Linked DNA regions of Danio rerio: region 1 is linked to region 2. Evidence: chromatin contacts called from public HiChIP or PLAC-seq data. All regions are on one chromosome and are shown on one strand. Each heading gives the region's core, a stretch centred on a gene start, on an enhancer-like site or on the middle of the called end of the contact. The rest is flanking DNA. Distances are from core to core; before and after follow the strand shown.

Region 1 (6,520 bases), core at 3,234-5,733, 370 kb after region 2:
AAGCTAGCAGACTGGGATCAAGCTTCGAGTTGGCTTTCAGCTTTAAGTTTAAGCTTTAAATGGAAAAGTTCACAGAAAATGACCTCACCGTATAGTTTATTCCTTCAGTTGAACACAAAAGAAGATACTTTAAAGATGCTGGTTGATGCTATTTACTTCCATATGAAAAAAATACTAAGACGGGTGCCATTAACTATTCAAAATATTTTATTTTGTGTTCAACAGAAGAAAAACTGAAACCTTAAACAAATAAAGTAAATGATGACAGATTTCATTTTTAGGTCAACTATCCCTTTTGGCTTGCAACTGCTGTCTAAATAAAGTATCTCACTTCTACATTCTGGCTGAAAGAGAAGTGATACTCATCATCATGTAAACATCTGCAGCAGCCCTAATAAAATGTCTAGACACTTAAGTAATGATTTTAAAAAAAAATTGGAAACATGTTAAGGTGATTTAGTAAATGTTTACAATACCTAAATCGCATGTAAATAAAAATATGATTAGCAAAACTACTACATTGTTTTATTGATCTCTTTTTGTCCACCCCAAAACATATTAGCTGATTGACTTCATAAAAGGGCTCGTTTACACTTGGTATTCAAAGCTGATGCATCAAGTAATCGGTGTCACCCATGGCGCAAGCCTTGCGCATGGTCGTGCATTTATACTTCTGCGTGCCGTTTGTGTTGCTCTGCAATAACACTTCTGAAACACTAGCTGGCAGTAGGTTCTTTTGTTCCTCTGTGTTGGGTTTCTTCGAGGGTGTTTTGTTTTTTCTGAAAGCTACAAGAAGCTAAACCCCATTTATTCAGAGGTGGAAACCCGCAGAATAAAAGAATGAAGCTCGGCTGCAGCTGAAAAACAATGTTTATTTTGATAAACTGTGACATTGTCATCTTGCGGAAATATTACCAACTGGACAATGCTGTGATGTTAACGTTCATGTGATTTAATCTGCTCACAAAATTTTAATGAAATCCGAACACAAGAGAGACGTGTTAATTTTAGTTAGAACCAGTAATGAGTTTTTTTTAGTAATGATGGCCTGTGAAAGTACCCTCAACCAGTAATCTGACTATTAATAAAACGCCAAATCATGCTGAACAACACAGGTATAGCCAATGATTAGATGACGATGTGGTAAGACGGACCTCTCAATTTCATTCAAATGACCAAATTTGTCATTCAAAACATACACGCTACATTTGCTTAGGTTGGTGCTGATGGTCAGGCACAAGCGAGGCTTCTCTACATTAGTATTCCAAGCTCGCAACTGGTTTAACCCAAGCCTCCATAAAATGAACAACAGTGAAGGCCAAACTTGATTTAAGAAGCTTTGATTAGATGTATTGTAACCAGGCTTATGGCACTTCTGGCTTGTCTATAGGCCATCTGTTGTCGCATTATGAAAGACAAACCAAGTAGTTCAAAGGCAGTTCATAGGAAGTCTACCTACTATACCTTTAGCAGCCATGCATGTGTGTGTTTAGCATTAGAGAGATGCACAGATTAACAACGACAATTATACATTGATTATAAAGACTGAATGAGCGTTTAATGAAACCATAACATGTGCGCATAAAAAAGAAGATCTGTGTAATCTCATCAGGAGACAAGCTACCAATTCCCTCTTTAGGTGAATTGAACAGTTTGTTTTGGTCCTCTAATGAGACCTTAAAAAAGCAGGAATTATTGGTTAATTTAATTCCTCCTGTATAGTTTGTACTTACAAATAGGAAAGTTGTTTTCAAATAATTTTGACTGGAAATGTTTGGCTTTTAATGTTTACAATATGTTGATTCAAAAACACACATTAGGTGCATTTTTGATTGCACCACAAGCGCAAAACAAAAATGTTATATTTGTGAAAACTGTACGAATACCATATTTACAGACAAAATCTTGAAAATGCGTAAGCAATTTCAGTTTCATCATTCTGATGTTAGTTTAATGTTTTTTAACAGGCATCTGTAAACAACTTTAACTGGCCACACAGCATTTGTTTTGGATAGAAGTTTAATCACAAAATGTTTTGGGGCACGGTGGCTCAGTTGTAAGCACTGTTGATTCGCAGCAAGAAGGTTGCTAGTTCGAGTGGCGGCTGGGTTAGTTGGCATTTCTGTGTGGAGTTTGCATGTTCTCCCCATGTTCAAGTGTGTTTATTCCGGGTGCTCCGATTTCCCTCAGAGTCCAAAGACATGCGCTATATACCTTTTTCTTCGTTGCTGCATGGAGGGGCGCCATAGTGACCAGTGCCTTCCGGTTGGCTGCTTAGAACTTGCGTTAAGAATTGTCATCAGCCAGAGAAGCTTTTAACAACTGGGTGTCAATACTGTTTCCAGTGGCTTACAGTGTTTTTGTGATGCAAAACTTTAATTTTGAAAGAAAGATGTGTGTTAAAGCCATTGTGCTTCAGTCAAATGAGATTTAAGTAAGAGAGAAAAACATTCTCCTTATTCAGTGTCTGCCGTCAAATTGGATGCTGAAATATAGTGTCAATGTTCACAACCTGTCAGCTGTTATCGTGTACTTTGTGGCTCTTCAATGCAAACACACACACACACACAAACAAGCAAACAATACCTCACTGCATTAAAAAGAGCAAACCATATTACTGGCATGGAACTAACAGGTAAGTAAGCCGTGTAATTTCCAAAAATGACCAATAGAAGTATGTGACTGCTTATCTGCTGGCTGATTTGCACTTTTTTTCACGTTGTGACACTTATTCAATTAATATGTTAGTGGAACAGTACAGGCTACGTTTATGCCAAACATTTTAGTGAATTACATTTGTTTGGGTTGGTTGTATATTTGAAAAAGAGAAAACGTTGACTTTAGCGATGACAAGGCTTCATAAATGTTCTTAGTATTTAAATGAGGGAAGTTTTTAGCATCCTCAGAATAAGACTAAGCTGAAATTAACGAATAACAAAATATTTTCTTCACATTTTAAACCTTTAAATTTTATCATAATGACATTGAAAGCACTAAGCAAACCAATATTAAATGTACTGTTTATGAATACCTTTGTGCACACATACTCAACAGTTTCTTCATCTCAGTGTCAGTATATTGTGCTCATTCACGATCACTGTGCAGTGACAAAGTAAAGTCTCAGGGGGTTGGAAGTACATCAGGGTAACGTATAGTAATAACTAACAATTTTTGGGTGAACTAACACTTTAAGCAGCACTGAATGTCCTGGACTATAAATATGAACTTCTACAGATCCATCTCTCAACATGTGTTGGAAAGCAGCAAATGGATAAAGTGGAGTAATCACAGAACGAAATGCCAAGCAGCTGCAGCAATATCAGGTCCAGCTTTTCAGGGGAATTTGCAAAGCTTGGTTTTGATTTTTGATAACAAATTTAAACAAAATATACACACTAACAATCCAATTTATGCCTGGTTAAATGAAATAAAAAGCTACTGCACAAGTATAAAGCAAAGTCATGGTGCTTTAGTAATGAATGTCATGAGCAACACTGGCTGTTATAGCTACCTTTCCAACATATCCTTTCATTTGCACGTGGTGCTGTATCAACCAGTTACATACATAAACTCACCTGCTGGTATGACGACTCCTCTGGGCGAAAATCACTGCTGGTTTGCTCAAATTGGAGATTGAAGTGAGGCAGTCTGTGCAGCAGGTTAACCCACCACGGAGGAGAGTAATTCACGACGGCTGCCATTATCTTTATGACAATAACACTCCGAGCCGACAGAAACTAAAGCAGGAAGTTCACAACTAGGCTCTAAACAATGTCATTAGACTGTAAATGATATAAAACGCTGCTCTTCACAGGAAAATAACATCTGTCGTCATATATCCATAGTGATATGAAGCTAAACGCGGCTGTTTTGAAGCTCCAGCAGTCCCCAGAGTGAAACCGAAAGGTGGTGAAGTAAAACGATGTGAATACACCAACAGAGCTAATCGTTTAAAGGATTTAAACGGTATGAAACAAGATTTGAGCTTCCCTAACGTTATTCCTACCGGCTGGCAGAAATACACAAGGGAAGTGTGATTTACAAGCTCCTACTTCCTCTCGCCAAACTGCCTATTGTTTAGAGACATTAAAACTAAGCGCATCCACACGATACACCCTGAGATGAACATGCATTCAAAGCTGGATCCTTTCCTAGATCCAAGACTCAATCCTCGGGGTACTTTCAACGCCAGCCAGTTTTAAGATGGATCTCCCCGTTTTATGTCAGTCATTGGCCGAGATTAGTGCCGAGCGTTTGTCTTCGGCTCCGTCATTCCCATTCCTCCGTCCTTTCGTTCTTATTAGTCCTAAATGACTGGGAAAAGGTGTTTATTAAGTCGAAACGTCCGTTTGTGGGTTAGTGGGCGCCACGCGACTCCTCCCTGCCGACAAAACTCGGTGAGATGAGCTGTAATCCAGTGTTGGTGAAGGGGGAGAGAGAGAGAGACCGATGCCCACTGAAACAAACTCACGCTGAGAGAGACTGGATAATTATTTACTATGGTATGAGATAAGCGTTGAGAATGCGGACATCTAGTGGTCAGATATAATATTACATCAATTTTTGAGATATATATTGATACGTGTTCTCAAAAAAGCTAAATAAATAGGTTCTGTCTGTACTATAAGATTTTAAAAATCAGTCGACTATTAGATTGACTAGAGTTTCTTTCCATGTAAAGATGTTTACTGAATTCTCAAGCATCATAATAACAAACCCCGGTCAAAAACTGCTCCTCTGTCTTTCACTTTCCCATTTCGAAATATAACAAACAGTACAACAAGATTGGAGCAAACCATTACAAACAAAGGAGTAGGGGTGAAATCAACAAATGCACACTAAAAAACAGGACTGTAGCCAGCCTGCTGAATGGCTTGGTTCTTTTTTCTCCAAAAGTGGACCTTCTTGCAGTTATTCGCCTCATTTTCTGTTTAATTATGAGATTTAAATACTGTGTTTTAATGAGATTTTAAGCACCATTTTAGCTGAATTAGCTTGTCAGATGTCCATTATAACCACACTTTGTAATGTACCAAATATATTTTCTAAATATTTTAATAAATAAGTGTGAAATAATACTTATTTTTAAAATACGTATTTATTACATCATATATCATTAGAAAAAAAAGGATTCTGTTAAAGTTTTAAATTACAAACTAGCCTATTGTCATTTATTAGGTAAATAACAAACTGACCATGCAGCCTCAGTCAGAATTTGGCCATTTGGTTATTTATTTATTTATTTATTTTTAAATAAAAGTTACTTGTAAAATGTTTTCTCTATTTAAAAACAATGCAATGGCAAAAGAAGGATTTTCTCATGTCAGATTGTGTGTTTTCTTGCACAGCTGGATGTTGGATTCATGAAAAAAATCTTTAACAGAAGAAAGAAGCTCATTAAGGTTTGAAACAAGTAGGGTAAGTAGATGATGATAGAATGTTTAGTTTTGGGTGAACTATCCCTTTAAAGCTGTCTAAATTAAGTTCTCAGAAATGCATATTTATAATGAAGAATTTAGTTTTAATATATTTTTGGGAGGAATTCATGAAAGATATATATTCTAATGACTTTTGCCATAAAAGAAAAAAAATTACTTTTACTCAGACTGTGTATTTTTGGCTATTCAATACACGTGCAACTTAAGACTAGTGGTCCAGGGTCACATAACCCTACAGTTCTAGAAAACTAAAAGATCACTTCAGATTTATTGTGTTTTATCAGCATTTATTTTTTTGTATGAAAATATTTATTTTTTCAATATGTAAGGTGTAAAAAACATGAGAAATGTTATATGAGTATATAAATTTCAGTTGTTTTCTCGTGCAGTATAAATAAATATCTGAATTCTACCCCTTTCTCTGTGAGAAACACACAACACAAACACACATGCGTGCTCACACACACACAAAACAACAAAAATCAAATAAACCATCACACCAATCAACCAATCAATCAATCAATCAATCAATCAATCAATCAATCAATCAATCAATCAATCAATCAATCAATCAATCAATCAATCAATCAATCAATCTATCAACCAACCAACCAACCAATCAATCAATCAATCAACCAACCAATCAGTCAATACCAACAATTTCTTACAAATGCAACTGATGCAGTGAAATTATAACCCTTGGTGAATACATTTTTTTTAGCAATTTTCATCATTTCATTGCTATGTAGCAACAACAATAAAATATAAAATAACACTGTTAACTAGATTTCATAGTAAACACGAATCTATATAGCAATACACATTTACTGTAGCAGGGAACAGTATAGGCTTAATGTTTAGTAACAGTTTAGTATTAAAAAATGTCTTCACATTTTCACTTTCACGACAGACAAAGTGGGAAAATTATAAATTTTCATGAACTATCACATGCAAGTCAATATGAGCATTGGCATTTAGGTTCACTAGTAAAATTATGTGATGATAATTAGTCAACAACATGTGAGCAGTTTTACTGCAAATGTGATGCAGTGTGATTAAAGGTGAATTTATTTAAGCATCAA
Region 2 (7,089 bases), core at 4,044-6,543:
ACTGAAGCGCTGCTGTGTCAACACCCCGCGCACATCCCTCCTCAGCTGACGCCGTCTGCCTGCCTGCCGAGAAATCAGACTCATGCTATGAGGTGAGACCACGATCATTACAGCCATGATTTGACACGTTACACATTCATTTCGACCATATCACATGGAACATAATACTCGTTTAAATGTGTGTGCTCGAATCACAGCCGAGCGAAAAAAGAAAATACCTGGCACGAGTAGCTTCATGACTTCCTATGGAACAAAAAAGTGGCGTAAGGCACGTCTTTGCACTTGCTCTAGATCTGATTTGATGTCTTCGTATTGTCAGTGGAAAAGCAATCATCTTCCGGTTTAACGGAAATCAGCAGAAAGGAAAAGGGGCATCTATACATGAATGGCTCGCTCGTAGTTTTCGCGGATAAGCTCGAATGTTTGCAGCTTCCTCCCACAGTCAGAGATGGTGTCAAAGAGCTGCATTGTGTCCAGCTGAATGTGAGGGGTCGCCTTTGCCTTTGAAATGAGCACGAGAGCATGGCAAATGTGTAGCCGCTTTGTATATATTTCAGTCCTTGGAATAATAACAATTGACCTGGATTTCTGTATATGTGTACACACACATGACCATAAATCAAAAAAAAAAAAAAAAAAATCCGCAGGCGTTTGCATTTACGTCAGTATTTTTGAATGATTATTACGCCACGCTACTACGCACGCATATTTTGTTTGTAGTAGCATCATCATTCTGTTGTGCCGTGACGCCATTCACCAAATGAGCCAATAGTTATGAGTTATCAGTGCCTTGGTTTCTGTCACACGCCAGTTTTCACCAGATGGTTGTTCTTCAACAATACTATGATTGGTGGAAATTGCTGTTGGTTTCCTGTGTAATATGTGTTCATATTCTCCCCCTGCACTTTCCTGTAAGTAAGATAATAATCACATTAATATTTGATGTCTTTGTGTTATTCTGTGAGTGCCCTGTAAACATTTTCTGGGTCATCTAAAAGCCCTGTGGCGGAGTAACTCTTGGTAGGGGTTACATTACTTACTAAATAAATCTGTTTAAACTAAAAATCCCTCTACATTATGTAAGGGATAATGTTCAGTCGAGCCAGTTATTATGGTTAAACAAACCCTGCCTGAGTTTATTTTGTGATAACAGCTGCCTGACTGATATTTCCCAGATAAATATGTGCATGAATGTTCAAATGTTTACCTTAAGTAAAAGATCTGCAAAGACCGCATACTATACACTGCAATGTAGCAAATCTGTAAGAGATGGAGAAGTCTGTAGACTTGGTAAGAAAATCACAAAAAAATATAAAATAATTGAGCCCATGTGAATGGACAAATAATAGACAAGTAATTTATTTGCACCCAGGCCATCCAATATGTCTCCCATACCCCCCCCCCCCCCCCCCCCCCCCCTAAGTGGAACATAAAAGAAGAATTTTAGTTGAAAGTGGTCCTTGGTGATTCATAAAATCCAGCTCAATGACCACCTACACTCTGAGAGTCATAAAAAGTATAGGCAAAACAAAATAAATGAGGACACACAGAGGTCTTATAAAGCCAAACAAATGTTTTATGCTGGAAACTTTACATTGTTGTTATTACATCATTGTTACATTTTGTACTGTATGCACTCAAAACAATAAATGTTGCACTGAAGAAAGAAAGTCACCCACATTTTAGATGGTCTGTGGTAGGGCTGCACAATATTTAATAAAATCAGACATTGCAATATCTTTATGCGATATGTATAGCGATATGAATGCAGTTTTAACAGATGGTTCAATAGCACTATTTTGGGGAAGAAATCTTGAATTTAGACTGATTATGGTGGTTTTGTTGGGGAATGAATCATGGACAAAAAATAAACAAATTGCAAGCAACAATGTATACAATAGAGCAGTGGTTGTCAAACAGTGGTACACAGGCTTCCTTCTAGTGGTACGCAGAGGAATCACTGAATAATTAAAGTAAAAAATAAACACGCTTTAACCCTTTAATGCGTATACTAACACCGATGTGATCAGCAAATTGATTTTAAAAGGATAAACCTTTTATTTTATTAAAATTTTTCTAATGTATTCTATCATTTGAAGCTAATTTCCTCCCCATATTTGTAACGGTTGTTGGGGGCACATCCCGTATTTATATATAATCCCAATGTTGATGGGTTTAGTTTAATCACCTGCTTTTCTGGCACACAAAGCCTACTCTTATGCTCAGTGAGCAGGTCTAATTTCTAAATTAAATATTTAAATTCAAATGGTATATTTAAAATACACACTAATGTTTAGATTTCAAAAGAGTTTATATATGAATATGATGGCATACAGCCTATATTTATAAGGTCCAAGGAACATTTGCAGGTTTTGATGAATAAGCTGCTTTATGATAATACTTTACATTTACGCACAGAAGTTTTCTTTTTTTACTTTTTAAGAACAGAGCTATTTTTTTATTAACTTTTAAAAGCACATTTTAATTTAAATGTTGACATTTTATTTATTTTTTTCCTGTAAGCACAGTACAGTGTTAATGTTCAAACTATTTATAATGGTTAAAGTGTTTCACAATAATAAGTATTCATAATAATAGTAATTAATCTGCCTGGTTTTTGAACTCTGCAGAGCTTTAGCTGCTTAATAAGGCCTACTACGCTACTGTATTTCAATATTGGTCATTATGGTGGTACATGGAGAGACACTTTTTTTTTTCTGAGGTGGTAATAGAGCAAAGAAAAAAGTAAAACAAACAGCGTTATGGTTTTCTGGAGTGTCAAACAGAATTCAAGTACAGAATATTCAAATCAATTGTAAAATGTTAAATAGCAATGTATAGACTTTATTGTATTAATAAAAAGAAGAATTATTGTTTCTTCAAAGTTACAAATGTTGTTCTTTTTCTCCCCAAATGCTTCAATCTCTCTTGAAATGCTTTCAAAACACATGCAAATGATACATTTTCACTCTGTTTTAGTTACACTTTGAAGTTACCCAACAATTCTCAGGCATTCTTAACTGTGGTGCTGATCAACTATAATCCAAACCAACATTGCATATCCTGCGATGTGACTATTGCAGATGCACACATTGCGATATCAATGCTGAAACAATATATCGTGCAGCCTTAGCCTGAGGGGTGAGTAAATTAAAGGATTTCCACGTTTCTATTTTTAAATTAGCACATTCTCTTTAAGGCTAGAAAATACTACACAGTTTTAAAAATCACTTTCCACCTAAAAATCTCCTTCAGATTCTCTGCCTTTTGTTTTAATCCAAGGAGAATCTACAATCATATGTGGTTTATAATAATATTTAAGTCATATTTCTGGAAATCTGTTGCACAACATTTGGGTACTGTTAATTTTTGACTCACACTACATAAAATGTAAAATAATCAAACACTATTTTAGGAAAACATGCTGAGTGTTTTTGCTGTAAGTTGAGTGGAAAGTTACAATAAGTTGCTTGTCTGTGGTCTATAAAGCTCTAAGAATAATTAGGCCACTGAAGATGGTAGCAGGAAATGAAGCTGCACATGCTAGCATTATATATTTCTGCTGCTGCTTAAGGAGACGTCATCCAGCACAAAGGAAACATGTTATTTTGTAAGATAGTGTCTGCATTGCAAACATTGTTTCTGAATTTTTTTAAAATGTATAATATGTATACCAACACAGTACCATTGTCAGAAATCCAATTCAGATGTTCGGGAAAGAAAAAGTGCACCTCAGGATGCAAAATTAAGTTTTTAACAATTGTGATGCTATGGAGCCAGATCAGTCTCAAAAGTAACAGCACAATTCATATGTACAAAATCCAATATGTAAATTCATAGATGCACAAAACCAATTTGTGAATTCACAAGTAAAAGGAATAAACATTTGCCCAAATTAATTGAGTCTGTATATTTATGAATTGTGTTTTGAATTATGAATTTGATTTTGAAATTCTGAATTAGATTTGTGTATTTATGAATTGTTCTGAATTTACAAATTAGACTTGTGTATTTATGAACAGTTTTTTAACTTTACAAATTATATTTGTGTATTTATGAACAGTTTTTTTAATTTACAAATTAGATTTATGTATTGATAAACTGTGTTTTGAATTTACTACTTGGATTTTGAAATGGACCCTTTCACAAGACTATTATGACGCATTTAACGGTCATCATAATCTTAAATCCTTGAAAGATTTTAGTAATTAGATTTTCGAAAAAAGACATTAGAACTTATCTGTATTTATGAATGTATTATATCACCTTTGTGTCAAATAAAAAAAAAAAAAGTAATTATCACTTAGGTGAGGTGTTTCTAATGTTTTTATGGGGCTGTGAGTAAATTTGATGTTATTCTGTCGTCTGGTTGCCGTCATCAGTCTTAACACCATCATGGAGTTTTTCTTTTATTTCAGCAAATACAATTGTAAAAAAAAAAAAAAATTGCTGTATTCTCCAATTAGCTCAACTCTAAGTTTACCTAACAATGACTACTTCTGCTACTGAGAAACCAGGAAATGAGTAAAGGGTCTATTCTGAATTGGATTTGTGTTTTTATAAATTATGTTATGAATTTATTAATTATTTTGTAAAACTTTTATGAGACTGATCTGGCTCCATATGATTCAGAGTTTGGACAGTAAGTTGTTTACATAAGATTCCATTTGTATACGCATATAATCTTATTTGAACCAACAGTGTAAATGTAGCTTCATTTGCTACAAAACGACTGAGAATAACAGCCACCTCAGGTATGATCATGTGCCTTGTTTTTATGAAACACACAAAATATTGATGATATAACGTGATCTAATTTTGCCTCAACATTTTAAACATGTCTAATGTTTTCTACTAGATGAAATTTTGTCTTCACCTGAAAAAACAAAAAGGTGAGAGAGATGATCAGAGACGGTCATATGTTCCTCAATTTCTGGTGAAATCTGTCAACTCTTACCACCTAAAATGAGCAATTAGCATTGAATTTAAATTGAGGTAAAATATGTGTGTTTTATTTTATTCTAGCTTTTTAAGCTAACAATTTAAATTGACACAGCACCACTGTGTTTTCATGGTAAGTGATGAAATATAGTTTTTTATTATACTAAAATAGAATGCTCAGTCATGATTAACCAGTCAGAAGGAAGTTTGAATGCTTTATCATATAAAGAGAATCTAAAATGTTAGTTGTCTGTTGTGTAATGAGAACCACAAGATTGTGCCACATATGTCAGCCACAGTCTTGACTTCCCTTTTCTGATTTGTTTCCTTTTACTTCAGAGAATGATGAATGCAGTCTGGGCAGTCGCTTGTATAATGGAGTTGAGGTGAGAATGGCTCTTTCTCAATCAAAATCTACCAAAATGGGAAAGTCAAGGTTATTCCGCATTTTCATGATTGTGGGTGCCGTCTTCATGATCCTTCTTATAATCATATACTGGGATGATGTGGGGGCCTCTAATTTTTACTTGCACACTACCATCTCCGGACCCCATCCGTCACGCCTCTCTCCACAGGGCCGTCGTGGGCCTGAAAAGAAAGTAGAGGAAGACAAGGAGAGCTCGTTCTTGACGGACATAGATGCATTTGTCAACCAGTTTCTAGAAGGAACCGCAGACCCTACAGAACAGGTGCGAGGAGAACCCCCTCCTGGAGAACCTCACAATCAGTCCTCTGAGAAATCAGATGAGAAATTTGTCCCGAGACGAGAGTGGAAGATCCATCTGTCCCCCATTGATCCTGAGAAAAAGCAAAAGCAGGAAAATAGAAAGCAGCTGATCCAGGATGTGTGCGGCAACAAAAGCGTCTTTGACTTCCCCGGAAAGAACAGAACTTTTGACGACATTCCCAATAAAGAGTTGGATCACCTCATCGTGGACGACAGGCATGGGATTATCTACTGTTACGTTCCCAAGGTGGCCTGCACAAACTGGAAGCGCATTATGATTGTGCTGAGTGAGAGCCTGCTAGTGGATGGTGTGCCCTACCAAGACCCTCTAGATGTTCCTCAGGAGCTCATCCACAACAGTAGCCTGCACTTCACCTTCAACAAGTTCTGGAAGCGCTATGGAAAGTTTTCACGGCACCTCATGAAAATCAAGCTCAAGAAATACACCAAGTTTTTGTTTGTGCGGGACCCTTTTGTACGACTGATTTCTGCCTATCGCAACAAATTCGAACAAGAGAACGAAGACTTCTACAAGAGATTCGCTCATGTCATGCTAAAAAAATACAGCAATTACACCGATCCACCGGCATCAGTAGTGGACGCCTTTGCCGCAGGAATTCGACCGTCTTTCTCAAATTTCGTTCAGTATTTATTGGATCCTAGCACTGAGAAAGAGATGCCTTTCAACGAGCACTGGAGACAAATGTACCGTTTGTGCCATCCCTGCCAGATAAATTATGATTTCGTGGGGAAGCTGGAGACTTTGGATGAGGACGCTGAGCACTTGTTGCGTATTCTCCGCGTAGACAATATCGTCGAGTTCCCAGAAAGCCATCGCAACAGAACGGTCAGCAGTTGGGAGCAGGACTGGTTCGCCAACATACCTTTAGAAACCAGAAAAGAGCTGTACAGGCTCTATGAAGCTGACTTTAAACTGTTTGGATATTCCAAACCAGAGAAGCTTTTACATGAGTAATGCATTGATCATCAACTTTATCAGGGTGCTGAAACGATTCTCACAGCACAATCAACAGGGGCAATAGGAGTTCCTGCTGCCTGGTTCTTAATGTGCGGCTCTTTCACATGATGCTGTTAATGAAGGCTCTTTCACATGACTCCAGTTCGAAGGGTCAATGTTAGATTAGTTAGATTGATCCAGTTAGCTCCTCCAGATAGGTTCTGTAATTGCAGACATTGCTTTCTCCATTGTTTGCCATTCAAAAGTGCAGTGCCCTCCTGAACGTGACGTGGAAAAAAAGTTATTATAACCATGAATTTAGAATATGTTTACAAATTATTCATTCCCTCCCTCATAGTTAAATCATGGCCACAGTTTACTCATTTAAGTTTAGTTGAAGCCATTTTGCACTCATATGATGTCTATTTTAATGTGGTTCAAATCAAATCAAAGTAATTAAATG

What was found. HiChIP or PLAC-seq counts read pairs in DNA pulled down with a chosen protein or histone mark.
Region 1: a contact with region 2 is called in an H3K4me3 HiChIP or PLAC-seq map of embryo, with 6 times the contacts expected there. The contact joins the promoter of ttyh3a here to the promoter of chst12a in region 2. A contact is called at or near these places in 2 of 4 datasets of contacts at active chromatin or transcription factors (embryo and gastrula embryo).

What each region holds. Positions count from the first base shown.
Region 1 is chr3:41,105,575-41,112,094 of GRCz12tu, forward strand. ttyh3a (tweety family member 3a) reads right to left here and starts at 4,484. Exons shown (of 14, transcript XM_679082.10): 1 at 3,576-4,484. The coding sequence starts at 3,701.
Region 2 is chr3:40,731,044-40,738,132 of GRCz12tu, forward strand. It overlaps chst12a (carbohydrate (chondroitin 4) sulfotransferase 12a), which reads left to right and starts at 5,294. Exons shown (of 1, transcript NM_213547.2): 1 at 5,294-6,669. The coding sequence starts at 5,334. The coding sequence ends at 6,644.